2 separate regions of the Mus musculus genome follow, and region 2 is linked to region 1. A link is a contact called in public HiChIP or PLAC-seq data. All regions are on one chromosome and are shown on one strand. The core of a region is the stretch at or near the end of the contact, and the rest is flanking DNA. Distances in the headings are between cores, read along the strand shown.

Evidence for each region. HiChIP or PLAC-seq counts read pairs in DNA pulled down with a chosen protein or histone mark.
Region 2: a contact with region 1 is called in an H3K4me3 HiChIP or PLAC-seq map of bone marrow-derived macrophages, with 4 times the contacts expected there. The contact joins two enhancer-like sites. A contact is called at or near these places in 6 of 39 promoter capture datasets (3T3-L1-derived adipocytes, the C10 cell line, hippocampal neurons and 2 more), 1 of 15 datasets of contacts at CTCF or cohesin (the NIH/3T3 cell line), 13 of 115 datasets of contacts at active chromatin or transcription factors (the 230-238 cell line, the SCID.adh cell line, bone marrow-derived macrophages and 6 more) and 3 of 9 other capture datasets (adipose tissue, embryonic stem cells and liver).

What each region holds. Positions count from the first base shown.
Region 1 is chr1:181,848,450-181,856,256 of GRCm38.p6, forward strand. No RefSeq gene overlaps it. Among named protein-coding and RNA genes, the nearest start is that of Lbr, 10 kb to the left of the region's middle. Within about 2 kb of position 4,127, at least 174 of the 459 cell types and tissues checked have an H3K27ac peak or open chromatin away from gene starts, as enhancers often do. A contact at or near this core is called in bone marrow-derived macrophages, where this site is marked.
Region 2 is chr1:182,321,848-182,329,654 of GRCm38.p6, forward strand. It overlaps Fbxo28 (F-box protein 28), which reads right to left. Exons shown (of 5, transcript NM_175127.2): 3 at 4,407-4,545. Among named protein-coding and RNA genes, the nearest start is that of Fbxo28, 16 kb to the right of the region's middle. Within about 2 kb of position 4,189, at least 17 of the 459 cell types and tissues checked have an H3K27ac peak or open chromatin away from gene starts, as enhancers often do. A contact at or near this core is called in bone marrow-derived macrophages, where this site is marked.

The DNA of each region.
Region 1 (7,807 bases), core at 2,877-5,376:
AACCCTAACTACCCAAAGCGCTCCTCACAAAAATTCTCTCCTTGACTACACTCTAGCCAGGCACTCTCCAACTTCTGTCCTCTTCCTCCAACTCTTTCTCTTTTTTCTTCCTAGCACTTCTCTTCCTTTCCCTTTCTTCTTTCTCCTCTCTTTTTTTGTTTTTGATCTTTGCTGTTGTTTGGTTTGCTCTGGGGGTCTTGATTGAGCTTTCTTCTTTACTAGGCCTTAGCCTTGACTTACAGGCTTGGGCAAGCGGTCCCAGACCACATCAATAGAATCAGCTTGTCCTCCTTTAAAGCGTCAAGCTGAGAAAACTCGAGGCTCATGGGAAAACTTGCTGTTTGTTCCAGAAACACTAGAACACAGAGCCCCCTAGCTCCCTGCCCTCATAAGAAGGCCAGCCCACTCCTCTCCTAGATTTTGATAATTTTCACTTACCCCATATTTCCAAACCCCTATTTACCCCTTCCTACTCCCCCAGTCTCTCTTTTGTGTGTAGCATCCGTTCGTTCGTTTGTTTGGTGAGGTGGGGACTCACTTTCTCTCTAACCCAGGTTACTTCTGCACTCATCACCCTCTGTCCTTAGCCTCCTGAGTGTTGGGATCGAGGCACTGGATAGAAAAACATTTTGCTTCTGGTAGAACACACACACACACACACACACACACACACACACACACGCACTCTCGGAAGGACAGAGAAAATGTTGAATCCATGGGAAGGGAGAGCCCCTCACTTGCTGAGAATCAAGAATCACCCACAAGTGACTTTTGCTTAAATCCTTTCTCCTTTCCCAGCTAAAACCCTGCAATTTTCTAGGAATCTTATCAGAAACTCCCTTTATATGAGTGAACAACACATCCTAACTCCTCTGGGCAGCCTCTGTGGCTCCTGGTTTTATCTTATCAGATTGAAATTCCATTCACAGAACCTCCAGAGCCACCCTATAATCAAAACAAAAATCTTATCAACCCTTGGCGATGTACCTGAAGAGACACTAAAATGTAGAAACGACCGAGACATCTAAGTGTGATCCTCCCTGGAGAGATTTATTTTATCTATAGATGAGTGTGCTGCCTGAATGCCTCTATGTGCATCAGAAGGGCTCAGATCCCTGGAACAGTGGGTTTCAAGCCATCATGTCAGTTCAGGGAACTGAATTTGGGTCTTCCTTTTTGTTGTTGTTGTTGTTGTTTTTGAAACAGGGTTTCTCTATGTCCTGGAACTCACTTTGTAGACCAGGCTGGCCTCGAACTCAGAAATCCGCCTGCCTCTGCCTCCCAAGTGCTGGGATTAAAGGCGTGCGCCACCACCGCCCGGAAAATTTGGGTCTTCTAGAAGACCAGGAGCTTGTAACCATCTCTCCAGCCTTCAACTATATTTTAAATTGTGTTAGCCAGGGGACTAGAGAGATGGCTTAGTGATTGAGAGCACTGGCTGCTCTTCCATGTTCAATTCGCACCACCTACAGAGTAGCTCACAACAACTGTAAGTCAAATTCCAGTGCATCTGACTCCTTCACACTAATACACATCCTGGCTTTCTTGGAATTCTCTATGTAGACTAGGCTGGCCTTGAACTCACAGAGATCCACCGGCCTCTGCTTCCCAAATGCTGGGATTAAAGTTGAATAGTGTAATTTTTTAAAGATTTATTTATTTAATTTATGTATATGAGTACACTGTAGCTGTAGAGATGGTTGTGAGCCTTCGTGTGGTTGTTGGGTATTGAATTTAAGACCTCTGATCACTCCATTCAGCCTTGCTCGCTTAGTCCCAAGATTGATTTATTATTATAAATAACTACAACCTTGCTGTCTTCAGACACACCAGAAGAGGGCGTCAGACCTCATTACAGGTGGTTGTGATTTGAACTGGGATTTGAATTCAGGAGCTCTGGAAGAGCAGTCAGTGCTTTTACCTGCTGAGCCATCTCACCAGCCCAATAATTTTCTAAAAGTAAACAGATAATGATAGATTCTTCAAAAGGATACCCCCAGCGAGCTACTTCCTCCAACCAGGCTCTGCCTGTTAATAGCCCAGAAAGTTCTAGGCTCATTAAGGCTGCGTTCTCCTCACATATAGAGGAATGGGTCAGTAGCAGTGCTGATCTTATTCCCTCCTAATAGCACTACCAACTGGGAGCCAAAGCTGTAACACATGGGATTCCCCTGGGGAAAGACTCCATTGCCAAACCAGAGCAAAGAGTAGCAATGACTGGAAGTAATTTCCTCTCCATTCCTGGACGCTATGACTGCAGAGCCGGAGGGACCATGATTGATGAAGCTGCAGGATGAAAAGAAGGTGCACTCAGGAGGCAGGGACACTTGAACCCTCTGCTTCCATTGGGCACCTCAAGCAAGATACTTCAAATGTATTTCAGAGTATTTCCTTATCAATTAATAGTTCTCACTAAAAGATCTTTAATGCACTCATTTTGTAAACACAAATGGAATAGTGAAAAAAACTTCGAAAACACATTTCAAAAAAAAAAAAGTTAAAACAAACATCAGGCCGGGCTATGGTGGTTGTGCGTTTTTAAATCGGGTGTAGGCTAGTGAGGGGGAAATAAGCGTGTGCTTGTGTGCACGCATGATTAAACACACACTTGAAGGCGTACGCATGGGAAAGCGAGAGGTTGTTGTCAGGTGTCTTTGCTCTTTGTTTCTTTGAGGCAGGGTCTCTCATGGCCTTCATCCTTTCCACCATGCTGATTAGTCAGGAAGCCCAGAGACCCTCCTGTCTCTGCCTCCCCAGTTCTGGGGTTACAGGTTTGCACCACGGGACCTGGCTTTTTTGTTTGGTTGGTTGGTTGGTTGGTTGGTTTTGTTTTTTTCCGAGACAGGGTTTCTCTGTGTAGCCCTGGCTGTCCTGGGACTCACTCTGTAGACCAGGCAGGCTGGCCTGGAACTCAGAAATCTGCCTGCCTCTGCCTCCCAAGTGCTGGGATTAAAGGCATGTGCCACCACGCCTGGCCCAAGACCTGGCTTTTTCACATGGCACTAGGGATCAGAACTTGGGGTCCTCGCATCTATGAAGCAAGCAGTTTGGAGACTGAGCATCCCCCAGGCCTACACAAGTGCACTGCTTTTCAGGAAATTTTAGACTGTTAAGGTTTTTTTTTGGTTGGGTTTTTTTTTTTTTTCCCCTTTCTTTTTGAGAAATCTCAGGCTTTTCAGTAAGGATCCACATGGCTGCAGTACAAGCAGACGACTGGAAATGTTGGCGCCAGCTGGCTGGGGTTCCTCAGCCTCTCAGGGACAGGAGGCTGTGTTCCAGGTCCCTGGCAAATACTTCTGTCTGGTGTAATGACTCTGCCCTGGTAATGGTCCCAGCTCCTTTGGATGGACTGCTATGAGCTGTTTAACATGCCCAAGTTAGAAAAATATCTTTCCTATTTGGTGTTTGGAACATCTTAGAATCTAAAATTACTCTCCTAAAAGTGTCTGTAGTGCTTGAGCTGTGTACGGCTGTAAAGGGACACAGCTGACAGGAAGGTTTTTTAATCACTTTAGCGAGCTCTTTGTCCCAACCATGGCCACCATGGCTCCCCACCCCTGCTTTTAGGTACGCGAGGTAGGTCATAGAAGTTGTACCTGTGCAATTAGCCACTATCCATAGATAGGTCACTATCCTCCGACCAAAATCCGAGGCTATGATATGGATGACTGTGGACAGCAGACTCAGATCTCGAGGGGTGAGAGACGAGCATGGTGTAGCCATGAGACTTACAACACCTATGGGTCACATCACCACCCTCGCCCATGTTGAAATAAATGTGCTTTATCAGGCTCCAGGCTTCAAGCTCAGGAGGTGTCTTATGACGCATTGCACTGCCTGTAGCTAAGACTTAAGCCATTTTAAAAGGCTCAATGTCCGATGTTAGAAGTTCTGTCAAAGTGTCATTGGTTGACACCCCAGGGACCCCTTCAGGCTATGCCTCAACCAGCTACCATTGCAGGGTGGTTGCTTAGATTGCTTCAAAGAAAGAGCAATGTACAGTCTACAGTCTGAGAAGATGGAGAGAGAACCTTTTCCAATAGCTGGAAGCCAGCGGACATGCCTGGTAAGCGGAAGTCTATATAGCCGGCTGGCTGCAGAAGTCAGGCCTGCTAGACTGCTGGCTGGAAGCAGGTGAAACCGAAAGTCCAAAGGACTGGGCTCTTCCGTTCATTGTGTACCCGAGAAAGAGCTCAGAGAGAAGAAACTTTTCCCCCCTGTTTCAAGTTCCCGAATAGGAAGGAAGAGGGAAACAACAAGCTTGATCACGGTCGGTCCTGGTCGGTGGAGCAGGACCAGGAGACCCCATCCTTAAACGGAGGGGGCGGGGTCCAGATCCAACACGATGCAGATACCACACAGCTGAGACCTAGTGACCAGAGCAAGGACATCTGTGTAAGGAGGACTTGGATTGTCATATCCTTGTGATATCTATGTTAGGCTCCCACTTCAAGCTGACTGCAGGCAGGCAGTAGTTCCTCCGGTCCTGTATCTTTCCAATAAAAAGATCCACAGCGTAAATCCTAGACCAGGGAGGGCTTCATAATGGGGATGGGGGAGCGGGAGAGAGAGGGGGAGAGAGAGGGAGAGGGGAGGAGGGGGGGAAGGGAAGAGGGGAGAGGGGGGGACAGAGACAGATTACCCTGAGGGTGAATGATGCTGTGGAGACAAGTCAGCACGTTAGGTATGTCCATGTGATGCTGTCTCTGCAGCTGCCTCTTGCCTTCCCTGAGGCAGAGTAACCGAGCAGCTGAGCACCGGATACACCTGTGGAGCCAGCCACGCCCAGTTTCCCCAAGAGGGTGCAGAGATGGGAGGCCCTTCGTTCCTTGGCAGGACAGTTGAAAGCAATGAGGTGTGGATTTAGCTCCTGCCCCTCTCCTGGCCCCCGAGTGGGGCTGGAGGCCACCCGAGGGTCCCATCTGACAGACAGATGGGTGCTACTGTCACGCCCAGCTTCCTTAAATCACTTCTTGAAAAGGCCGACGACCCAGGACAGGTTCTAGCTGCAAGGAAAGCCAGTCAACCAAAGAAGGGAGGCCAGCAACCCGGAAAAGCTCCTCCGGACTGAGAGACCAGAATACTTGACTGGAGAAAGACTTAACATTCCAGCCGGGCCAGGTCACTCACACAATCACAGCACTAAGGGACCACCCTTGGGAAGGTGAGCTCACCTTACGGCGTGCAAAAGAGCTAGGCAGAAGTGTTTCCTTTGAGGAAATAATGAGGGGCTGTATATTTTTTTTCTTCCCAGAATTACACACACCACGCGCGCGTGCGCGCACCCCCCCCCCCCATGAGCTTGCCAAGCAGTTCAACTGGGTCTTCATTCTGCCTGTCTCTGTCTGTCTGTCTGCCTGCCTGCCTGCCTGTCTCTTTCTGCCTGGCCCCCCACTTTGGATACCGGCCATATTCTAAATAGGCTTCTATGGGTCCATTGGAATCCTCCCCCACCCCCTCTCTCTTCCTTTCTTCCTTTTTTCTCTTTCTCTCTCTCTTCCTTCCTTCCTTCTTTCCTTCCTTCCTTCCTTCCTTCCTTCCTTCCTTCCTTCCTTCCTTCCTTTCTCTTTCTTTCTTTCTTTCTTTCTTTCTTTCTTTCTTTCTTTCTTTCTTTCTTTCTTTCTCCCTTTCTCTCTTTCTCTCTTTCTCTCTTTCTTTTAAATGTTAATAATCTGTCCTCAAGAATCCACTTGAGGGCTGGAGAGATGGTCCAGCGGTTAAGAGCACTGACTGCTCCTCCAGAGTTCAATTCCCAGCAACCACATGGTAGCTCACAACCATCTGTAATGGAACCTGATGCCCTCTTCTGGTGTGTCTGAAGAGAGCAACAGTGTACTCACATAGAATAAATAAATCTTTAAAAAAAAAAAAAAAAAACTCACATAAAATAAATAAATAAATAAATAAATCTTTAAAAAAAAAAAAAAAAAAAAAAAAGGCCGGGTGTGGTGGCGCACGCCTTTAATCCCAGCACTCGGGAGGCAGAGGCAGGCGGATTTCTGAGTTCGAGGCCAGCCTGGTCTACAAAGTGAGTTCCAGGACAGCCAAGGCTATACAGAGAAACCCTGTCCAAAAAAAAAAGAATCCACTTGAGTTCATTCTTAAATTCTTTTATTAATGGGACTAGGAGACCTAAGAAGGAAACCCCAGTTCCCCTGCACCACTATGGAGGTTTTTCTTCAAGGACTCAGGAGTGGGCAGGGGGCAGACGGTGATGAGCAGGAATAATGTGGGGAAGTCAGAACAGCTCCACATTGTTGGGTGACTTGAAGCTGGAGCCTGCCCAGCTTGTAGGAGGCTCCAGTGGCCTGAAGGGGATACTGTTTTAACTATGCTCTACCTTACCATCCGTAGCCTTAAAATAGAAAAGATTGTCCTATATTTCAGTTTCAGACAACCATTTCTAACTTTTTAAAAACTTATTTTATATGTGTATGGGTGGTTTGCCTGCATGTATATGTGCCTGATACAGAAAGACTCCAGACCCCCTAGAACTAGACTCACTGATGGCTGTGAGCTGCCATGTGCATGCTGGGAATTGAACCCAGGTCCTCTGGGGAAGCAGCCAGTGCTCTTAACTGCTGAGCCATCTTCCAACCCCTCAGGCAAGCATTTCTTAAATGATTAAGATACCCAAAAGCAGAAGTCTGACCCCAAGGTAAAGGTGGTAAAGAAGACAGACAGACAGGCTGGTGAGATGGCTCAGTGGGTAAGAGCACCCGACTGCTCTTCCGAAGGTCCAGAGTTCAAATCCCAGCAACCACATGGTGGCTCACAACCATCCCTAATGAAATCTGATGCCCTCTTCTGGAGTGTCTGAAGACAGCTACAGTGTACTTACATATAATCAATAAATAAATCTTTTAAAAAAAAGTTAAAAAAAAAAAAAAAAGAAGACAGACAGACAGACTCTGCAGGAAGGCAGAGATCCAGACTTCTCTCCTTGCTTCATTCCTTCAATGAATGTCTGCCCACATGGCTTGAGACACACTACTGTCATCAAAAGTGACAGGGGCAAACGGTGATGAGCAGGAATGATGTGGGGAAATGGGAAGTCAGAACAGCTCCACATTGTTGGGTGAACAGCTATGCAGCTCGCCACTGGAACCCACACGCCAGTGCCAGAGTAACAATAAAGGCGCATTAAAGAAAAACTCCCTTGGGGCTTGACCTGATGGTACCTCTAACCCCAGCGCTGGAAAGGCATGAACAGGCAAATCTCTGTGATTTCCAGGCCAGCTTGGTCTACATATGGAGCTGGCTTCTGGTCAGCCAAGACTACAGAGCTACACGGAGACCCTGTGTCTAAGCAAAACAAAAGAAAAGAAAATGAAAATTTTCTCTTGGTGACTCTGGCCTGGATGGAAACACAACACTTCAGTTGAGCTTGGTCAGTGGCTTGGTCCAGGAACAGCCACTAAGAAGGAGGCTCCTTAAGCCATGCTAAAGAAGTAGGAAGAATCATTGTTCCTGTAATAAGATATGATTCCCTTCCTCGTTATAATGAGATATTACTCAGAATTCCCACGCCTCTGTGCAGTCTTTTACAGAATGCAGCCATGTGACCCACTTCTCTGCATTATTCAGAAAAACGTAACTTTTCCTTTTCTTCTACCTCTTTTGTAAGCACACTTTCCCAACACTTTTGGCTTCTCTGATATTTTTGGGCTTCCTTCTCTAAAGCTCCTCTCCCAGGCTCACAGCTGCTCATCTGCTCAATGGCTTCTCCTCCTCTGGGGAGCTGCTGAGGTTTACAGCTCAACTTCCCTGGAGTATTTTCTTTTAAACTAAAACTTGGCCTTGAGCT
Region 2 (7,807 bases), core at 2,939-5,438, 470 kb after region 1:
TAAGTTTCCATTAGGAAAGGTCATATTTTTAAACCTTATTACACAGAGATTTTAGTGCTATGGGATAATCCAGGTTTTCAGTAAAATCTCAAATGATTTTTTTTCCTCTGTCTAAAAGGAAAAAATAGAGGGTATGATGAAAGCCAAGCAAAACCAAAACTGTGACAGCATGCGGCAGAGCTGCATGCTTTGTCCACTGAGCCAGGCAGCAGCAGAGGCACATGCAGAGCGCACAGCACTCACCACATGCAAAATGTCGTTCAGGGTGGAGAGACGGCTGAGCAGTTAACAGCACTTCTGCTCCTGCAGAAGACCAAGGTTTGGTTCCCAGCAGCCATAGGGTGGCTGCCACCTGACTGTAGCTCCCATTCTTGGGTTCTGATGCCCCCTTCAGTTCCATATGAGTACTGTATGCATGTGGTATACACATACATGCAGCCAAAACACTTCTACAAATTAAAATTTATTTTAAAAATATTGTACGTGCATTGGTGTTTTGCCTGCATGCATGCCTGTGTGAGCGAGTTGGACCCCCTGCAAGCAGAGCTATAGACAGCTGTGACTTGCCATGTGGTGCTGGGAACTGAATGCGTATATGCTTCATAGTTGGAGAGAGGGTCTCGTTACACAGCTGATCCGTTTCTCCAGCCCTACAAATTAAAATCTTAAAAAAATTTTTATTTATTCATTTATTTGTTTTGAGAGAGGGTCTCACTACATAGCCATGGCTGCCCTGAAACTTGATATGTAGGCTAGGTTGACCTTTAACTCATAGCAATCTGCTTGCCTTTGCCTCCTAAGAGCTGTGATTTAAAGGGATGAGTCCCATGTTTGGTCTTAAATTAAACAGACAAAAACAAAAACAAAAATAAAACAAAACAAAAACCCTTTAAAAACTTAGTTCATTTTCAGAGCAATCTGATCATCTCTCATAAACTGGTCTGGAGTCTGGTGGGGCACACTTGTGACCCTAGCACCCCAACAAAGCACGGGAACCATGAAGAGTCAACCTGGAGAGCCTACATCCAAAACAAAACAAAACAAAACAAAACAAAAACAAAAACCAAAAAACCGCTGAGCAGTGGTGGCTCACACCTTTAATCCCAGCACTCGGGAGGTAGAGTCAGGCAGATCTCTGAGTTCGAGGCCAGCCTGGTCTACAGAGTGAGCTCCAGGACAGCCAGGGCTACACAGAGAAACCCTGTCTCGAAAGCCCCCTCCCCACCCCCCCAAAAAAAACCCAACAACAAAAACCCAATAAACAATAACAAAAACAAAAAACAAAACAAAGCAAATATTTCCTTTGAGATGTAGCAGAAAACAGACCTCCAGCAGGTTTTTTAACAGTAACACACCACATACCAAATCCTCCCTAGGCCTTGAGCAATAAACTAGGTTGTCTGAAATACTCCTGTGCTTAAAGAGTGTGGCGTACTCCCAGTGTGAATCACTATCACATGTTCAAACTGTAAGGTAGTGAAACTGACCGCTTGTGCCTCTAGACATCTGTGGGCGAGCACTTATCTGTTAAACTCTACAGGTGAGTCATCATTAGAACCCTTCTTACTCCCAACTTCATGCTATCCACCTCTGTCTTTCACTTGGGAGTCCTTTAAATCAACTTCACCCTTCCAACTCTTTTAATTTTAAGAAAATATCTTCCATAGTGAAAATGGCTCTGCATCTCCCCTGTAAAGCATGTGTTTGATGAATAACTTCCCTTATCTCCTTAGTGCTGTATGTTTTCTAAGCCTTGCATGAGCTCCTCAGTGCTGAAGTCCCAAGATTGTGCTGCCTGGCAACCTAATTTAAATAACAGTTCTTCTTCTCTTCCTTCAGCAACTTAACAAAGTGCTGACTGGACAGCTACTTTCATTGAAATGGATAATTCTAATAATGTAAAGGGATGTAATCTTGGGGGAAAGAAATCCTATACTAAGCCAAGATTACATGTTAAGAAGAGGCTTTGTTACAATGTTTATTGATGCTTCCATCAAGAGTGACTTCCAGAGGCCCTCCCGCGAAAGGCTTGGTCCTCAGTTAGGTGTTACAAATACTAAAACCTTTAAAGAGGTGAAGCCCAGTGGAGTGACTCAAGTCACTCATTAGATGTGTACCCATCCCAGAAGTGGCTACTCTCACCCTCTCTGAAGATGGTCTTCACTTCCTGCACACAACGGTCTCCACAGCCCATGTTCCCAGTGTTGAACTACACAGCAGAGCCAAGCAGCACAGGCAGAAAACTGTAATTTATGGGTTAGGATGAACCCTTTCTCTTTAAGTTTCTCATCTCAGGGGCTGGTACAGTAATGCTGAGTGCAGCATCTGGAAATCAAATGCACTCTTCTGTTGTTTTGAAGAGCTATATATGTGGCTATACTTGAGAGTAAGAAATTCTTAAAAAGACAATGGCTATGAAACAACCTAAATACTACTAAGCTTGTTAAGTTACTTTTCTTTGACTGCTTTTTGTTTGTTTTGGTTTTTCAAGGCAGGGCTTTTCTGAGTCCTTGAACTCAAAAGATCTGCCTGCCTCTGCATCACCACTGATGGATTAAAGGTGTATATCACCATGCCTGGCTTAAATGAGCTATTTTAGTAAGAAATATAAAAAGTAACAGTAACACATTAAAAAAAACAATTATTGAGTGTACATGCTGTTGTTTTAGATAAAACATAAGCTTTTATAGAAGGTCATTTTAAGAACAAATAAAAACCCATGTATGATAAAACATATGTCTGAATAAAAATAAAAATTCTTGGTTCTTTCCAGTCAAGCACTTATTTGCTGGAAGCAAAACCCCTTGTGCAGCAATGGGCCTGTAGTGAGGAAGGCTGGAAGTAAGCAGCGGGTGGAGTCAGGTTAGGCCTCTGGTTTCTTGCCCATGAGTCAGAACAGGAATGGCCCATGAGCATTCGTGGCTGTGGGAAGCAAGGAAGGAAACACATATGAAGGTGCTCTGACAATGAGCGTGTGCTTCCTAAACGCAGCACAGTCCAGCAATGGCAAGAGAGGGGACAGAAGAAGTCCATGTTCTGAGGTGAAGGTCACAGAAAGGCGCTCTCTGGTGAGCTCTACTGCGGACAAACGAAGGCCCAGTCAAGGAGGGCTGCCTAGCAGTGCTGAGGACTCAGAGCATCTGCAGACCTGAAGATGTGTTCACTAGTGCCTACTGGTTTGGTACTGAGGAGCCAACAAGTCGTTTCCAAAAGGAGCGGAACTCAAGTGGACTTCACTGCAGTTGCTCACTCAGGCCGCACACATCTGCTTCAGCCATGTGAACCCACACCAACGCTGGCAACAATTGCAAAGACCACATACACAAGCCTCATCTTTGCAGGCACCCAATGCAGCCACAGAGCCCTCTGTTACAGCTGGCTGCACGATCTCTGATGGGAGGAAACTGGAAGCTGGGTCTCAGATGCTTCTATTACTAAAACTGAGACCTGAGTGGCTGTCTACTGGGGAGGACAAGCACACAGGCTCAAAGGACCTTGGGCTGCACGCAAAGAGTTAAGGGCTGCACACAAGATAAGATCTGGTGTATTCATCTGAACCTGAGGCTATCTTACAGTAGCTTACAGAGGCATTTGTAGGTCATAAAAAGAAGTAAAGAGATAACAAGGAAGATTTGAAATAAAATTATAAGCCACCAAGAAAGATGTTATTGCAAATTGAGAATGCACACAGTATTGCCTCTGTAAGTGTTTATGGAAATAACCTCATTAGGCATTAATAAGTTCCAAGCACTGAAAGCACTTTTGCCAGTGTCTATCGAGAAGCAAAATGATCTTTAAATCCATTTCTACTGCTTCTCTATGTCACTTGAATCTACACTTAATTCAACAATGAGGACGGACGCTTCCAGCAGTTTCAGGTCGTTGTAGTATGGCGGGGGAGAGGGATCTGCTTACTTACTAAGTGTCACACTTAGTGCGGTAAAGGGGACGACTCCTTAGCTCTGGTGTATCGCCACAAAACAAGTATACATGGTCAAATTTGAAAACTTCTAAGCTCACCATTACAAAACACTTCTCAAACAAAAATCAAACCCAGCATACCCTCCACCCTACCTTCCCCCAGACTGCAACAATCTTGAAGGCAACACAGCATGTCTTGCTCAGGGCACTAATTCTGGTATTTTGACTGTAAAGGTCAAAATGTTTTCTTAACTATGAACCCTTACCAAGACTTTCACTTCCTTCTGGCATTCTATAATTAGAATTTTAAATGTTGGGATCACATGAATGATACATATTAATAACTGCACAGAAAAGCTAAACATAGCCACCAATAAAAAGTCCTTTAGGTTAAGTAATTCTGACATCACAAACACCGCTTAAATGTTTGTGAGACTTGGTCTCTCCTGGGCAGCCCAGCTTGCTGGGTCTGCAGCAATGGTTACCTTTCCTGGGATGAAGCAACAGAGGTTGGAATCCACATACTTCATGAAGGTCATATTCAACAGTGACAACCTCGTTTCCACAGCGGCAAGGATGTCTGCATGACGAGCTAAAGAATGGTTTCTTCTTTCTGACTCTCTCCTAAAATAACAATAAAAGTCACTGGCAACCATGAAAGCAGTAGTAAAGGGTAAACTGTTAGCTAATCTGAGCAGCATAAACAGATGAACTTCAACATGCTAATTGAGACATTTGGAACTAGGTCAGAATTGTAATGCTCAGGTTTCTTTAACAAGAACCATTGCCAACAAGACATCTGTAGAAAAGAAAATCACTTTGAAGACACAGATAAAGCTGGCAGTGTAGCTCAGTGGTAGATCACTTGCCCAGGGTCTGTGAGGCCCTAGGTTTGAACCCCCCCACACACACACACACAGACACACACACACAGACACACACACACAGACACACACACACACAGACACACACACACACAGACACACACACACAGACACACACACACACAGACACACACACACACAGACACACACACACAGGAACATTAGATTTCTTTTGTTGGCTATGCTAGGTCCAGTAAGTCAGTATGTTTATTTAGGAGGCCGCTGTGCATACACTGTAGCAACGTCACACCCTATTTAGTATGCAGTTACGCAGAGCAGACTGTATTTAGAGGGGCACAACCATCACCATTCTCTAAACTCAGCACACCTTCATCACCATGAAAAGGAAGCCTGGACTCATCAGGTGCCCATCTGGCAACTCCTGTGTCCTTCTGTGTATTCTATAGTGCCTTTACTTTGAACACTGGAGTAAACAGGACCGTGCCGGGCAGCCCTTTGTGCCTGGCTTTCATACTTGCTACAGCTCACAGTTCACTCTGCTCTAGCATTGACCTGTCACTGCTGAATAGCATCCCCTTATACACAGGCGTCATCCCTTTACACATCTGGGTCCTTCCTACATTTGATTATGAATAAAGATCCAAGAACATCTGTGCAGTGTGTGTTTTGGCTCTGCTGGAGACCATGTCAGGTGGACATGCTAGTCAAGTGTTCCACTGAGGGATAAATAGTTCTTGCTTTCAAGTGTTTGTATGCATACACATTTTAATTTCTCTTGAAAACATACTTAGGGCAAATTGCTTTAACGTAATGTCTGTTTAACTTTTAATTTGGCTATCTTTATTTGTTCATCTTGTCTTTTACAAAAGCATTTAATTTTATGGGTATGAATGTTTTATATGCACGTATTTATGTGCACCATGCGGGTGCCTGATACCCACAGAGGTCAGAAGAAGTGCTGGATCCCCTGGAACTAGAGTTACAGAAGGTTGTGAGCTACATGTGGCTGCTAGGTTCTAGCAGGGCAACAAGTGCTCTAAGCTGCTGAGTCACCTTTCCAGGTTCCATTCTTCTTTCTGAGACATGTCTCAGCACACAGCTCAAGCTAGCTTCAAACTTGCTTTGTAGCGGAGCCAGGCTTCAAGCTTGATTCTCCTGTCTCAGTTTCTTGAGTATTGAAATTAGAGGTGTGTACCATGGTACCGAGCCGCCCAAGCCACGCTTGTGACATTATGTTCTCTAAGGGTTCAGAACATGTACAGTCAGCTACAGTCCCTTTTCTCTACAGTTTGGTACTGGCCAGCTTTATATGCACACAGTTTTGCTCAAGCTCCATTTTTATTTTTTTAAATTTACTCTGTGTGTGTATACATATGAAGATCATAGGACAACCTGTGGGAATCAGTTAGTTCTCTTTGTATCATGTGATTCTTAGGGAGAGAATTCAGGTCATCAGTGCCCTTATCTATAAGCAATTATCATTATTATTATTACTACTACTACTACTATTACTATTATTTTTAGACAGGGTCTCTTTGTGTATCTTGGCTGTCCTAGAGTTTACCACGTGGCAGGTTGGCTCTGAACTCATGAGAGCTTCTCCTGCTTCTGTCTCCAAAATGCTGAGTATCACCATGCCTGGCCAATCTTTAAAAACCATCATTGTATCCCCAACTGAACTGTCTTGTCACCCTTACTGAAAACCAAATAAGTATACAAGGGTTTATTTCCAGACTCTCTATTTTACCCCACTGACCTATCATTAGATCTCGTACCCTACTGCTTTGACCACCACAACTTAGTACTATGTTTTAAAATCCAGAAGTATTTGTCTTCCAACACTACTACTCAAAATTGTGTTAGTTATTTTGGGTCTCTTATATTTCCACAATACCTTTAAGATTAGCTGTCCAAATTCTAAAATATATGTATATACAGAGGTGAGACTTGCTCAGTACTGTATAGTATTACAGACAGACCTGAGGAACACTGTTACATTAACAATATAAAATCTTCCAGTCCACAAACATACACACCTATTTTCTTTCATTTTTGTTTGAAACCCTTTCTTTTCTTTTTTTAAAATAATTTATTTATGTTTATTTTATGTGCATTGGTATGCTGCCTGCATATGTCTGTGAGGGCATCAGATCCCCCAGAACTAGAATTGAGACAGTTGTGGGCTGCCATGACTGTGTTAGAAATTGAGCCTAGATCCTTTGGAAGAGCAGTCAATGTTCTTAATTGCTAAGCCATCTCTCTAGTCCCCCGCACCACACCTCCTTTCTTTCTATTTTAGAGACAGGGTTTCTTGCAGCCCAGACTGGCCTCAAATTTGCTTACTTAAGGCTGGCCTTGAATTCCTGAGCCTTTTGCTTCCACCAAATGATAAGACCAAGTGCAAAGGTTATAGATGTGTACCTTTTTCTTTTTCTTTTTTTTCCCCAAGACAGTGTCTATGTACAGAATCCTGACTATCCTGGAACTCACTATGTAGACCAGGCTGGCCTCTAACTCAGAGATTCAACTGCCTCTACCTCCCAAGTGCTGGGATTAAAGGTGTGCATACACCCCGACCCCCGGCCTATGACTCTTGTTTCTCTTGTAAGGATTTATGTCTATGGATGTTCTGCTTGCATGTGCGTCTGCGTGGAATTCCTTAGAGACAATGAGGAGTTGCTTTTGAATGTTAGAAATCCAGCTGAGGCTGGACAAGTTAAGAACAAGTGTCCTTAACTGCTGAGCCATCTCTCCAGCCCTCTTTTTTAAAAACTTGAGACAGGGTTTCTCTGTGTAGCCTTGGCTGTCCTGGAACTTGCTCTGTAGACCAGGCTGGCCTCAAACTCAAGAATTCGTCTGGCTCAGCCTCCCCATTATGTGGGTCACCACTGCCCGGGGAAGATTATTCATTTCTAGTGTACTTCTAGCTGACCTTTGTGCATTATAACCTCTAACAATATATTATCAGTGTACCTGTATCCAAGAACACATCATGCTGGCACTGAGGGACACTTAGGTCCTCTCAGTTTTTGCTTCTTGCC